2 separate regions of the Neogale vison genome follow, and region 2 is linked to region 1. Evidence: chromatin contacts called from public Hi-C data. All regions are on one chromosome and are shown on one strand. The core of a region is the stretch at or near the end of the contact, and the rest is flanking DNA. Distances in the headings are between cores, read along the strand shown.

What was found. Hi-C and Micro-C count contacts between places; a contact is called where the count stands out from the background.
Region 2: a Hi-C map of muscle shows a contact between it and region 1, with 5 times the contacts expected there. The contact joins the promoter of CDKN1B here to the promoter of DUSP16 in region 1. A contact is called at or near these places in 2 of 3 Hi-C or Micro-C datasets (fibroblasts and muscle).

Annotation. Positions count from the first base shown.
Region 1 is chr12:56,163,972-56,171,157 of ASM_NN_V1, reverse strand. DUSP16 (dual specificity protein phosphatase 16) reads left to right here and starts at 4,526. Exons shown (of 8, transcript XM_044228637.1): 1 at 4,526-5,155.
Region 2 is chr12:56,293,865-56,301,050 of ASM_NN_V1, reverse strand. CDKN1B (cyclin-dependent kinase inhibitor 1B) reads right to left here and starts at 4,761. Exons shown (of 3, transcript XM_044227568.1): 1 at 3,794-4,761; 2 at 3,128-3,257; 3 at 1-1,008. The coding sequence starts at 4,268. The coding sequence ends at 3,136.

The DNA of each region.
Region 1 (7,186 bases), core at 3,277-5,776:
AGCAGGCCCCCCGCTGAGCAGAAAGCCCGACGTGGGACTTGATCCCAGGACCCTGAGACCATGACCTGAGCCAAAGGCAGTGGCTTAACCCACTGAGCCACCCAGGCGCCCAGTGTTTTTGTCTTTTTAAAATGAGGAGCACAGAGTTTTGTCCTGAGGGTTGGAAGACCTGTTACTAATCCCAGTTTAGTCCCTGAATAGCTGGGCATCCTTGGGCAAGCCACTTCACCTCTCTGGACCTTTGCTTTCTTATATGTAACATGAGTGGGATGGTACTATCTTAGGTATCTTCTAGTTCTCAGATCACATAGATAAAATATTTCTTTCATGAGGTTTCTTTGAAGGCAAATTCTTGGAATATTCCCTTTGACTCTACCACAAATAGTGCTCTTTTCCAATATAGTGCCATCTTTTTGAGGCAAAACTTGCTGCTTAACAGAACTGTGATTCATTTCTATAGTGCCATGAGCCCCAGGAACAATAGCAGCCACTACCATCCAAAAGCCACAGCCAAGACTTAAATGTGAAGTAGGTCTTATTTGGTGTGTGTGTGTGTGTGTGTGTGTGTGTGTGTGGCAGTCCTTTGAAAATCTGTTGAAAGCTAGGGACCTATTCACAGAAAAACCCACTTAAGGATTTATGCACAAAATTTTGGGGGCCTCCTAGATCCTTGGAAGTCCATCCATATACTTCCTAGGAATACATGAATCCTAGGGCAAGAACATTTGATTTGGGGGACATTAAAGGGATCCCTGGAGATGAATTAAATGATCAAAAATGCTTCCTTCCTATTGGAAAAGGGAGCTGCCAGATTAAATAAATATTTATAGAATACTATTGAAACTCTCCTTTTAAAACTGAACTATTTTGATTACTTGCAAATACCCTCTTCATAAATCCACTCATGTACTAACTGGCTTACATCTTTTAGGCTAGAATGCGAACTGCTTGCCATGCATTTCAAGGTCCTACAACGTCTGGCTCTTCCCTGACCTCCTTTTACACTTTTGAGCCCCACAGGCCTTTCTTCTGCTCTGGAAACACACCAACTCCCTTCAAGTCACTCCGCTTCTACTGAAGTTTCAGAATGACTGCTTTCTTCTACCCAGACCACTTCTCTGTTTGCCATCCTTAAGGATGAGTTCAAATGTCCTTTCCTTATGAATGCCTCCCTCAGCCACCTTGGCCCCTACCCTCGATGATTTGGTATCACATTGTCCAACTTTCTTCCCACATAGTCAGTTTTCTCACAGTCCTGGATTTTGTTTTTATTTGCTTATTGCCTTCTCTCCCCACTAGAATGTTCCATGAGGGAAGGGTCCTTGCTTTTCTTGTTTATAACTGAACTCCTAGAGCCAGGCACAGTGCCTGGCACATGCTGATAGTAGGCACTCAATAACTAATAGCTGAATGAATGAGCTTCAGCCACGGGTGGATTAAAAACTTATCAGGGTCTAAGTGTGAAAGATTAAGGCACTCCTCTCCCATATTGAACTCTGACTGAAAACAAGACTGAACTGCACACTTAACATGTACTGAAATGAAAATGGCTCCTTTCTACATTGTCTGATTATAAGCCACGGAGCCCCTGCTTTGCTGGTGTCCTAAGTATATGAGCTCTTTATCTGCCTTTGGGGAATCTAGCACTCACTCACCCCTTTAAATGGGCCAGAAGCAATTTTAGGTTCATATGGTCTCTGCCTGTAAAAAACCATGCTAGGATTTTGATAGGAACTGTGTTCTAAATCTGTAGATCAATTGGAGAGGGAGGGAAAAAACACGATGGGAATTAATCAGAGAGGGAGACAAATGATGAGATTCTTAACTATGGGAAAGTTATTGAGGGCTGCTGGAGTGGAGGTGGGTAGGGGGATGGGGTAACTGTGTGATGGGCATTAGGGAGGACCCATGATGTGATGAGCACTGAGTGTTACATGCAACTGATGAATCACTGACCTCTACATCTGAAACTAATGATGTTCTATATGTTGGCTAATTGAATTTAAATAAAAAAGTACATCTATAGATCAATGTGGGAAGAACAATACTTATTTTACGGGTTCTTCCAGTCCATGAATATAGTGAGTGGCTCCAATTAATTAGGCCTTCTTTAACTTCACCAGCATTTTATATTTTTCAGCATACAGATCCCAGTCATGGTTTGTTAGAGTTATACCCAGAGATTTCATCTTCTTTGGAGCAATTTTAAGTGACACTTAGTTTTTAATTTGTTTCCACCTGTTTGTTGTTAGCATATATGGAAGCTTTTGTAGTAGAACAGAAATGTGCTCTTTAACGAAGTAAACTTGTTCAACATTAGCCTGTTGGACTAATAACCAGCTATTTATCCTAACATTCAAGAACCTTATAATGTGCCTCTGAATCTCTTAATTTTAGCCTAGTTCTTAATTGCTACACACCAATCTCTACTGCTGTTGAAGGGTCTTCTCCTCACTCACCTGAATACACCTCATTCATTCTACCTCCGTGTCTTTGTTCATGCCATTTCCCCTCTAGAATAGACCTCCCATTGAGCCCTTTTAACCCAAACTAATCTTAATAATCCTTAAAGGATGAGGTCAAAGTTCCTCTGAAGATGCCTTCCCTGACAATCCCAGCCTACACTGCTCCTTTTTTCCTGCTGGACTCTTTTAATCAATACTGTGTGCCCCTCAATTACTAATTTAGTTTTTAATTAGTTTTAATCTACATCCCACTTCCCTTACTGGATGCTATATACTGGGGAGGCTCCCATTACTAGCTATCATGGTACCACATGCATGAAAAACACATAAAGAAGGTGAGAGAAGTTTCAGGATGTGCAGTACGTAAAGGGTATTCCATACATTCTTGCGCAGTCTTTCATCCAGGCAAGATCTGTACTCTTCACCTGTAGGACAAGGATTCTCTCTTTTCCTTCCTTCCCCCACATTCCAACTCCTCCAACTAAGCAGACATGAGTTGCAGATCATTTTGAACTATCCCTTTCAAAATGTTCTAAAAACAGCATGTCTATGATTAGTAGATTTTTGGAGATTTACTTGAGGAGCACAGGTAGTCCCAATAAGGCTGCAGTAACGTCTCCTGGCCACCAGAGGACGGGGAGCCCTGGGAGAGATTGCTTCCTCCCAGCCCAAGTCTTAGAGGTCAAAGGCAGAAGCAGAAGGTGGACTCTGCATCTGTGGCCTTCAGGCTTAATTTACTGCCCCACTTGGGCTCATCAGTCTCTCATCTCCAGATGGGCTCTTTTTCCTCCTCTGAAAGATGAGGCTTACCTCAATACTAACCTTAAGTGATTATCAGTAGGAACCAATGCACTATATTTGCAGGATTTAAAGGCAGAAAAGGAATAGAGAGATGTTTTATCTTTCTAACCTACCCCAAACCTGACTCTCAGTTCTTTGGCCAGTTAAAAAAAAAAAAAAAAAGTCCCCCAGGCAGTGTCCAAATGGACATTCACAACAAAGATGCCTTTCGGGACTGATGTCCCAACCAGGGCATTGCAAATGGAGTATTTTAGGAGTTAGATTATTCCTACACATAAATTCTGGCCCATGAAGCAGTCCACTCGCAGTGTGCTTTTCCGTCGTTAATCACATCTTTGTTATGTGATATTCACGTGAGTACTTCTCAGTAGAAGCAGCTTCATGCTCAAATGCTCAAAGAACACTAGAATAAAGCTCCGATTGTCCTATTCACGGATTCCAAGTCCTGGTTTGTCACCACCTCAGGTCTCTCATTTTCCAAAGAGTGTAATACAATCTGCAAAACAGCTATTTTGATTAATCCACACAGAAAATGCACGAACGCGTAGGACTCAAGCAATAGGGGTTTGCACCTCTCAAGAGGCAGAGAATCTCTGGTCTGATTTAAAAACGATTCTGTGCTGCCCGGTGTAGAAATCATTTTAGAAGGGAATTTCATGCCGCTCGTACTCATTGAATTTGTGAACGTAAATAAGTAAACATCGACAAAGTAAAATAATGAAAGTTAGGAACAGTCGTGTGGGGTCTTTCAACGTCAAACACGTGTAGATCACTGAGTGCCTAACAACACTAGTGATTTTTCTTGAAGTACCTGCAACGTCCCTTTCACAAGGACGGCAGTGACCTCCCTTTGGGATTCATCGGACTTTACAGGGAGTGCATGCAATTCTCTCAAATCATTGTTTGCATTTATTCACGCGGGTGAGGCAGCTGGAAAGAGCGCAGCCAGGGGGAAAAGGCTCCGCGTCTCGGTCCGGGGTGGGCCGGGGTGGGGGCGCACCCTGAAATACCTGTTGGGACGCAGACTCGGGCCGGGGGTCGAGGCTGGTGTGCGCGCGGGCGCAGAAGGAGGAGGCCGCGGGGCCGCCTCCTCGGGCAGCCCCGGCTCCTCCCAGCGGCGCCTGCGGAACCTGCCTGCGAGTCGCCGAACTCCGGAACGGAACGTGACCCGACCCCTCCCCGCGCGGCCGAAGCCAAGGCGCCGAGCCGCGCTGCGGACCCGGGCGGCCGCGGGATGGGCGGGCGGGCGCGCGGCCCCGCCCGGCGCCCACCGCCCTGCCCTCGCCTGTCTCCTCCTTTCCCCGGGGCTCCGCTGAGTTCATTCACTGGGATTGGTTTCAAGTGACGCCATCTCTTTATTTTTAAACCAATGACCTCATCCGCGCTTGAAGTTTCCTGACCAGCGACTCTTTCTCTTTCCCCCCAACCCCCCACCCCACCCCCCCGCCTTTCCCCCTCTTGTCTGTGTATCACTGTTTGGGGGGCTTTAATCAGTTTTTAAACGATTATTATCACTTCTCCCTCCCCCCCTCCGCTTTCCCCACGCGGCCCCCCACCTTCACCTCCCCAAGTTCTTCACCCCTTTCAACATTGTTTTTTCAAGGCTGACGGTGGGGGGGGGGTGGAAGAGAAAGAGTGAAGAAAAGTTGCAAACGTCTCCTCTCTTTCTAAGCTTCCCGCCCCCACCCACCTCAGAGAAGGAGAAGATAATATAGTGAAAAGAAGAGGAGGAGGAGAGCGCGACGGGACGGACGCGAGCGGGAGCGCAGCCGCCCTCCCGGCTCCGCGGCGGCGCCTCGCAAGCCGGGCAGGCGAGGGGGGCCCGAGGGGAGACGCCGTGACAACTTTCATTTCCCCCGGAGGGAGTCGGGAGGTCGGCGGCCCCAAAAGTAAGTGGCCTCCGGCCGGCCGCGCGGACCGTGCGGACGAGAGGGTGCGGGGCTCGGGACGCCCGCCCGCGCCGGCAGCATGGACGCTCCGCCGCGCGCTTGGACTCCCGCTGCCCGGCACTGCGCTCTCGCCCCGCCGGCTCTGCCTTCCCGGGCGTCCGGGCCACCTTTCCGGGAGGCGGGGTGGGGGCGACCGCGGCTCGGGGCCGCACGGGCGTTTTTTTGGGGGGGGGGAGTGTAGGCCTTGTAGGGGGCCGGGCCGAGCGGGAAGGGGGCGGGCGGCCGGACGCGGGGTCTCGGTCGGTGCGCCCCCGGCCGCGCCGCGGAGAGCGGGCTGGGCCGGCGGATCCCGCTGCAAGGAGCCGCCGCCGTGGGACGCGGTACCTTCGCGGGCGAAGCTGCTCACTTCCAGGGGCGACTGTTACACAACACGCCTGCCAAGTGGGGCCCCGGCCTGACTGTTCCCATTATCCCAAATTCGCCTTTGGTGTAAGCAGCGAGGCCACCTGGGTGGTGACGGTGCTGCGTTCTTAAACCCTAGCGACCAACCAAAAACTCAGTTTTCCTGCTGGGGCCCGAGTCACGGTGTTGGGGGGCCCAGCGCTCCTGTGACTTATTTATTTACACTAGCGGTAAAACGTGAGAAATAAAAAAGCCCAAGGGGGCAGCTGAGGATCTGTTTATCATGTGTGGTTTCGTGTAATAAAACACCAGGGAGGAAAATATTTATGCAGAATTGAAGCTTTCAGATAATGGGTTAATTTCCCCAAACAAACAAAACTCCGGTGATGAACTCGAGAAAATACGAGTAGATCTGAAAATGAATGGATACTGCAAAATCCTAAAGGAGTTTGTTAAACGCCCGCTGCAAAGATTCTAGGGTCCTGGTGTTTCCAACTGTTTGGAGAAAGCACACCTCTAACCAGCCCGTGGTGAATTAAGTAGAGGAGAAAAACCTGTTGCATAATCTCATTTGCCCGTGCGGTTTGCTGTGCTGTCCCCTTGAAGCAAGGGGAAGTGAGTTAAGATGCAGGGTTTTTAAAACTCTCTGAAGTTTTTATTTACCCACTGCTCTGGCTGCCACTTCTGCTTTAAAAGATTATAAGTAAATACTCCGCTCTTAGAAGTCAACCAAACCTATCAAACCTGTTTAGAAAATGACCAGGTATGTTTCTTTTCTTTCTTCCGGGGTGTGTGAGTGAGTGAGTGTGTGTGTGTGTATGTTTGTGTTTGAGAAATGTCCCTTCCATGAAAGACCAAACTGGGGAACTTAGGCTGCCTCTTTAGGCCACTCTTTTTGTGGGGCTCATTGAGAATGCACATAGATGGCAACTCTTTCCTCAAAGGTTGTATACTATTTCAAACTCCGTGAAGAAGAGAGATTTTAAGTTAAAGTGAATTTTTGAAGAAAAAAAGAATTCTTACCAGTTTAGTTACGTTTAGTTATTTGCTTTTCCTTGAGAATCGTGTATATTGGTGAACACACAGCTTGGGAGGCCATAATTAATTCATACTTGTGGAGCTCTCTTATTTAGTAAAGGCAGAAAGCTGGAGAAGTGAATTGAAAAACTAGGAATTTGTGGCTTTGTGTAGGTATTTTCATCAGAATGTGACTGTGCACCGTGAAAATTTTTTGGTTTTTATTGTTTAAAAGTTGTAGAATTTACTGAGTCTGAGGACTGCGTAGAAGGTTGCTGTTAAAAAGGGGGGGGCAGTTAACATTGAACGTCTCATATAAAAACTTGGGCCACATTCACCAGACCGAAAGTTAGTTTTTGGGTAAAATAATGCGTAGTTATCAAAGTTCCACATGGGGGAAAATTAAAAATGGTTTATTAATTCTGCTGGTCATATGGTGAATAGTGTATGAAGGAAAGTGAGTTCAATTGCCGTATAGCCCTACATTCATATGTAAAATAATTGAATCACTATAAAGTAAGAATTGTTGTGTAAAATTGAGGATTAGGGGTCTCTCTGGCCAAAACCTTAATGGCAGTAACTGAAAAGAGGGCAAAAGAGAAGATCCTGTTA
Region 2 (7,186 bases), core at 3,512-6,011, 130 kb before region 1:
CAATAATTCCACGTGTGCTTTTCTCTCTACACACTTTTCTTTAAAAATACCATTTCCTTTGGACAGATTAACAAATAGAATGAGAAGCTTTAAATTAAAAATTATTTCATTATTTTTCTTATGTGAAGTTGCAGATCTTTAAAAAATATCCAAGGATTTGGAATTATTTTGACCATGTCTACATAGCCCAAAGTCCAAAAAAATTAAGAAAATTTCTCAACAAACCTGATAAAAATTAGATGGTCAATTCTGAGCATTCAGAACTCCCCCATATACTCCAGATTTTTGCCCAGAATTACCTGGAATGATTACCTAACTGCTGAATAATTAACTGGTAAATTCCAATTTTAAGAGGAACTGGGGAGGGGGCAGGGATGACTGAGAATAGGTTTTGGGTTTTTTTTTTTTGCTGTTGTTAAAAAAAAAAAAGCCATTTGCCAGTATATATGGAATCATCAGAGCTCCCAAATGAGAAAAAGCTTCATGTAAAAATAATTGGCCATTATTTGCAACCGGTGCTCAAATTCGGATGCTTTTTTTAAATGAAGTATCAATTTTCACTGAAAGAGACATTACATCTTTAAAGAAAACAATTCAAACCCTTCCCAAAACTGCTTCTCTCCATGCAAGTCAAATATTTTACTCCTTGCTCTAAATGGAAGCAAGCTCTTCATAAGGTACCCCCCATGCCAATTCCGCAGCCCCACCCCACCCTCCCTTCCCCCAAAGTTTATGTGCTACATAAAAGGTAAAAACTATATACACAGGTAGTACAATGAAGCAAATAAGGAAAAACCTAATTGCACAATGCTACATCCAATGCTTTTAGAGGCAGATCATTTAAGAGTGCCTAAAAATTTTAGTGTTATTGTGTTGTTGCTTTTCAGTGCTTATACAGGATGTCCATTCCATGGAGTCAGCGATATGTATTAAAAAATTTTAATTTATATCTTCCTTGTTTCATCAAGCAGTGATGTATCTGATAAACAAGGAAACGTGCTCTTAATTCTGCAAAAGAAAAAAAAACAATTAGGAGAACAGCACTAGAATAGCATTACCAATGAAGTACAGGAATCATTTTGTCACTGTCTTAATTGTGAAATATCGAAGTGACAGAAGAGAAAAGTGTGTACTAAAAGTTCATGACTATAGTCCTCTCCATCCAATGTTTCTTTCATTAGCTTTTTACTCTCCTCTGTGTCATGTATTCTTGTTTATAGAGCGGTGGGTCTCACTAGTGGGCATTTTTGCCCCCCAAGAGACATTTGGCAATGTTTGGAGACATTTTTGGTTGTTAACACTGGGGGTGGGGAGGGTGCTACTGGCATCCGTTGGGAAAGGCCAGGGTTGCTGCCAAACATTCTACTAATGCACAGGACAGCGTCCCACAACAAAGAATTATTCAGCCCAAAATGCCAACAGTGCAGAGGTTGAGAAACCCTGGTCTAGAGAATTGGGGTCAAAGACGGTAAGGAGAGGAAAACTAAGAAACTGTAATACTTAACAGTATCAGATCTTCTAAATTTAAAAAACACCTGGGCCTATAACTTATAAATGTTTGCCAAAGAAAAATTCTAAATATTCTAGTTTCTTGGTCATATGCAAAATACACACATGAATGCTTTTGAACAAGTTCTTATTACTATTTCTAGTATTCTCTGAACTGGCAGTATTTACTAACAAATGCCTCTCTGTATGTCAGAATGGGGTCAGATCAAAATTCAGTAGGTGTGATTCACTGTGGCTCATCTGAGGAGCCAGGCTACAGGTCAAAAACCACAAGTCCCAAGCTGAAGGCTGCTTCAGGAAATTTTTTAATCCAATTTTCCCACTTCATATATAGCTATAAAATAGAGATTCTACAGGGATGTTTTGTATAAGCTCTGAAAAATGTCAGATAGGTGTGAAGAAATCATATATATGATATTATGAGCTAAAAACACAACAAACTAGAATCTCACCTTAATCTCTATGTTCTTTATTCTTACCTTTTTATAAATGAGAATTTTAAAAATTAGTAACATCTACTGAAATCTCTTTATGTGCGAAGCTATGACTGTGTTTAGGGTTGGGGAAGAGGTTATGGTCCTCGAAGGTATGAAGTTTTCAAACTATTAACATATACACTTTGATCATTATGGATAACCAATCTGTGGAAAGTTGAGGGCTCAAATATTCAAATTAACTATTCATATTGATCAGACTTTAGTAGATGGAAAAAAATCTCCACTTCTCTTGCCTAAGGTAGATCTACCCTTGTGGCCCTTGTTATCTATTACCCGTTTTCCCTACAAATATCCCAATCATCCTGTTCTAGCACAATGAGACTATTAGTATACATATTCTGACTTGTGCCTGGACTGCTTAATCCAACAAAGTTAACTTAACTTCTGCTTTGCAACTTCAGTGTTATCAGAAAATTCTGTAGGGACCTTAGCATTTTTCCATTTTATGTTGCCCCCCCCCCCGCCGCTGCACCCCCCCCCCAGCCTTTTTTTTTTTTTAATACACAGGGCTCATTTCCTGTTCTCCAAATTTGTAAGCAAACAGAAAGTAGCAGTTTGTGAAAATAATAAAAGAATGTAATATACCTCTCTATTAACACTGTTAACGGAATTCACCATATATGAGCCATTTGTACCTAACTTTTCCCTCAAATTTTAAAATTTAATCACTTGCCATTTTCCCACATATACCTCAAAATCTGTTACTGAGTCAACTTGAACCTCTGGGAAATGAATTCTCATGAAGTGGGACTGAGGCATATCCCAGTTCTTGTTCAGATGGGGGAAAGAACCTATTGTTCCCAACAAGTTTTGGTGGGATTCAGAGGGACTGGACCTTCCTACTCATCAGTCTTTGGTCATAAGTAATTGGCTAGGACACCTGCTCTGGTTATTCAGTGTTTCAAGGAAAAATGATCTCGGGATGTAGAAACTGTGCAAAAATTACAGTATCCCCACCAGTGATTCCCAACCTTCCCCATTCCTACTTTTTGACTTCCCAAAATATAAACAATACAAAAACCCACAAGCTCTAGTGTGCCAGCAACCACTAAGATCGGGTATGTCAGGGTATGAAAACCCAATTCGGGGTGTCAGTTACGTGCTGCAAGCAATCAACCCACCGAACAGTTTACGTTTGACGTCTTCTGAGGCCCGGCTTCTTGGGCGTCTGCTCCACTGAACCCCCGTTAGGGGAACCGTCTGAGACATTTTCTTCTGTTCTGTTGGCTCTTTTGTTTTGAGGAGAGGAATCTAAGGGCAAGAGGGAGTTTTAAAAAAGAACACACACAACCTTTATTAGGAAAACAATGGCTGACAGAAGTTGGCACAATAGTCAGAGGATGAAAATCCCACACCTCCACCCACAATCCTGGATCCGTCATACCCAGTGGCCTTTAAGGGCACAAAATGAGGTTGTTTTCACATAACAGAAAGTGTATTCTACGCCCCAAAGCTCTCTCTCCATTGCCTAGAGGGAGGCCGCTGATAAACATCCCTGCATAGTCACAGACCTACCGCTGGCTAGCGGGAAGGCACTGCGATGTTTTCGGTTAGAGAAATGGTCAGATACTACCCCCCGGGGCTCCTGACTTAAAAACCATCACCAGACAAGCGGTCAGCCGGACTGCATTTAATAAAAACCTAAGATTAGGGCAGTTCGCTCCCCGAAAGCTAAATCGGAATGCTCTGGGGGAAAAAAAGCGGAGGTGAAGACCCTCAAGCAGGTCAAACTGGTGCCCCGGCCGGACAGACAGACGGACATGTTCGGTTTGGGGAAGGGTCATTACCGTCTGTGGCCGGTCGCTTCCTGATCCCAGTGCACTGCTCCGCTAAGCCAGCCTGGTTGTCCGCCGTGTCAGTCTTTTGGTCTACCAAGTGTGTGTCCTCTGAGTTTGCCTGAGACCCCATTAAAGGCACCGCCTGGCGGGTCCCGCTGACGTCCTGGCTCTCCTGCGCCGGCACCTTGCAGGCGCCTTTGGGTGGCCGCGGGGGTCTGTAGTAGAACTCGGGCAAGCTGCCCTTCTCCACCTCCTGCCACTCGTATTTGCCCTCCAGGGGCTTGTGATTCTGGAAATCAAAATTCCACTTGCGCTGGCTTGCCTCTTCCATGTCTCTGCGGTGCTTCTCCAAGTCCCGGGTCAGCTCTTCGTGGTTGACCGGGCCGAAGAGGTTTCTGCAGGCGGAGGGCTTGGGGTACTCCGCCTGTCTGGCGTCCATCCGCTCCAGGCTCGGGCTCCCGTTAGACACCCGCACGTTTGACATCTTCCTCCCGGGTCTTCACGACCGCCTCGCGCGCGCGCTCGCAGAACAAAACTGAACAAAACAAAACGCCCCGACCCAGCCCGCACCCCTCTTATAAGCCCTGCGACCGCGCTCGGAGCCAAGAGAAACAAACACCGACAAGTAACTGCCCGAGCGTCAGGGGCGCGCTGGCTCTGCTGGAGGGGGAGGGGAAGCCCCGGCCAGGCAGCCGAGAGCCGCCGCCGATCAAGTGTACCGGCGAGCTCGAGGGCGGGGAGGGGAGGGGAGTGGAGAGAGGAGGGGGTGGCAAAGCCCGTCCAAGCCCGGGCGGCAGCGAGCCCGCGGGTCCCGCCAACCGAGCGGCTCTCCAAACCTTGCCGGCGTCTGAGTCGCGGAGCGGCGAGGCAGTGGGGACAGGGGAGGGGGAGAAAAACACCCCGAAAAGACGAGCCCCCTTTTTTTAGTTGCCCAATATGGCGGTGGAAGGGAGGCTGACGAAGAAGAAAATGATTGACACCGCAAGTCTATTTAAACAGAGGAGGAGATCCATTGGTTGCGGCGCCGGGAGCCGCCCCGCCGAGGCTGGCGAGCGAGGCCTTAAGGTGGCCCCGCGCGGCCGCGCCGCCTCCCCGCCCGCCCGCGCGCGCAGCCGCCGACAGCGCCGCCCGGAGATTGGCTGGTCGCGTGACTGCCGGAGGTGTGCCGCTGCCAGCAAACCTGCTCCGGCTGGCCTCGGAGAAATTAAAAACGAGACAAACAAACTCGCCAAACGGCCGGGAAGCCGGGGAGGGGCAGGAGGGGCAGGAGGGGCGGGGGCGGCGGGGCCTCGGGTTCAGGTCCCCGCGCGGCGCTGCCTGGCGCGCCCGCTGCTCGCCGGGGGGTGGGGGACGGAGGGGCAGGATCCCGTGATCTCCAAGGTGGTTGGCGGTCGGTTTACGCCTTGGTGGCGATCCTGTTTTCCCCGCGGTCGCCGAGCCTGGGGGGTGCGGGCCGTTGAGGGCGGACGCAGGCTGTGGAAGCTCTGCCCCCCAAGCTGGGCTCTCGCCGGTGGGCCCTCACCTCTGGCAGTGCTGGGAGGCAGGGTAGCCTGCTCCGAGGGGCTAGGAGCCCCCCCGCCTGGGTGCCTCAGCTGGGGGTGAGCCCTGGTTAGCTCACTCTGAACCTAGAAGTCTCTGCTCTTCTAGGGAAACGGGGGGTTTGGGGAAGAAGCCGAGGCGAACGTGGACGCAGCACTTTTAATGTATTCTGAACCCAAGGTCTCCCTCAATAAAAGTAAGGGTTTCAAGATCAAGAAGTCCGCTGGTCTCCCAAGTCCCTAATGAACTTGGTAGCTGTCTCAGATACACTTCGGTTTCAAAAGCGAGGTTACACCCCTGACGCAGCTTCTGGCTTCCCGAGCACAGTTAAAGCCATTGACAGGGGCTGCGTGTGGGAACTCCGTCTCCTCTTCATTTTTCGATTCTTTCCTGGGGTTGTAGCAGTTTCCTCTACCTGAGTCCGCCGCCAAATACAACAGCCCCTTCCTTCCTCCACTTTTTTCTCCCACCAGATTGACTGCTCCTGCCTTCCCAGAACAGAATTTAGATGCAAGGGAATGCCTTTAGACAGACGGCTACAAATCGTTGAAGGGTGAAAGTAATCTGAAAGTCCAGATTATGAAATGATTCATAAAACCTACCACAACCATATCCTCACGTCTGATATTATTACTTGGGCGTTTCTCGGCTCCCCTTTGCAGCTAGAAATTACCTACCAGAAGGATCCTGCGCAGGGTGGTGGGACTTAAAACGGTAGGCGGAGGAGGGGCTGTCCTATCCGAGGCCGAGCTCAAAGGCTCTTCTGCTGTCTCCCTCCACCCCACGGCATCCCCATACATACAATCTTGGTTTGGGACAGAGTACATTTTACTGGAAACTAATCTCCCTCAGTTGTAATCGTACACAGCACCAATGTTTTCTTAATGTACCTATGCCACAGGTGAGTTTGATTTTTAACTTGTTTTCTTAACCACATATTGTTTGTGTGTTCCACTTGTGTGGGGGCCTGCCTCGCTCATCTCAGCACTCCAGAATGTCAGAGCAGGCAACACTGGGGCTCAACCCTCTCTTTTATACCACTGAGGAAACTGACAGCAGAAGAGGTTTCCTGTCCAGGGATGCCTAGCCAGTTGATAGCAGACCGGGGGCTAGAGGCAGGTCTCCTCTCAGGCTGGTTCATTTTCTCTTTCTTTCCTCCCTAAAGGTTCAGGTTTTGTCTGCATTCGCCTGGGCTGTATGTAGCCTGCAGGTCCTCCTCTCTTACAAGTGATTCAAAATGGCTCCCGCTCATTCCCTGGGCTGCCTGCAGATGTTTCCTTGATGTGGCCTGTGGTCACTGATATTTATATGCAGCTGTCACTGGCTTTTCCCATCACTATGCACTAGTTCAACTAAAATGCAGATTCCAAAAGGACAAGGGTGATACCCAGAAAGCAGTGAGAGAAGAGAGGCAGTGTCCCCAACTTGTTTCAAAGTCAGGACTTCCTACCTGCTTAACAAAATATTTGTCTGATCCTGTGAGAGCCTGAGTGAGAGGTCTTGTCTCTATTTTTCCACGTCGAATGCACTACTTAATTTACTGGGCTGGAAAAGGGGGGAGAAAGATGAGAAAATTAGGGTAGGCCTCGATATCATAATTTATACCCTATTCCTGAAAGTAGGTCATTGTTGACATTTTTACCTAATTGCTAGCCTACACAGGAATTCTATAATATATATAAGCATAAATTCACATGTAGGAATAAAGTACCACATATATGTAAATGGAGGTATTCCATTCCATTCCAACATACCGCAAGAGTTGGATTTTATTAATGGAATTAATATCTTCCATAAGAGTAAAAAATCAGCATTTCCACCCCCTACGCACCCTGAATCTTTCTTCAGTAATATGTAGGAGCA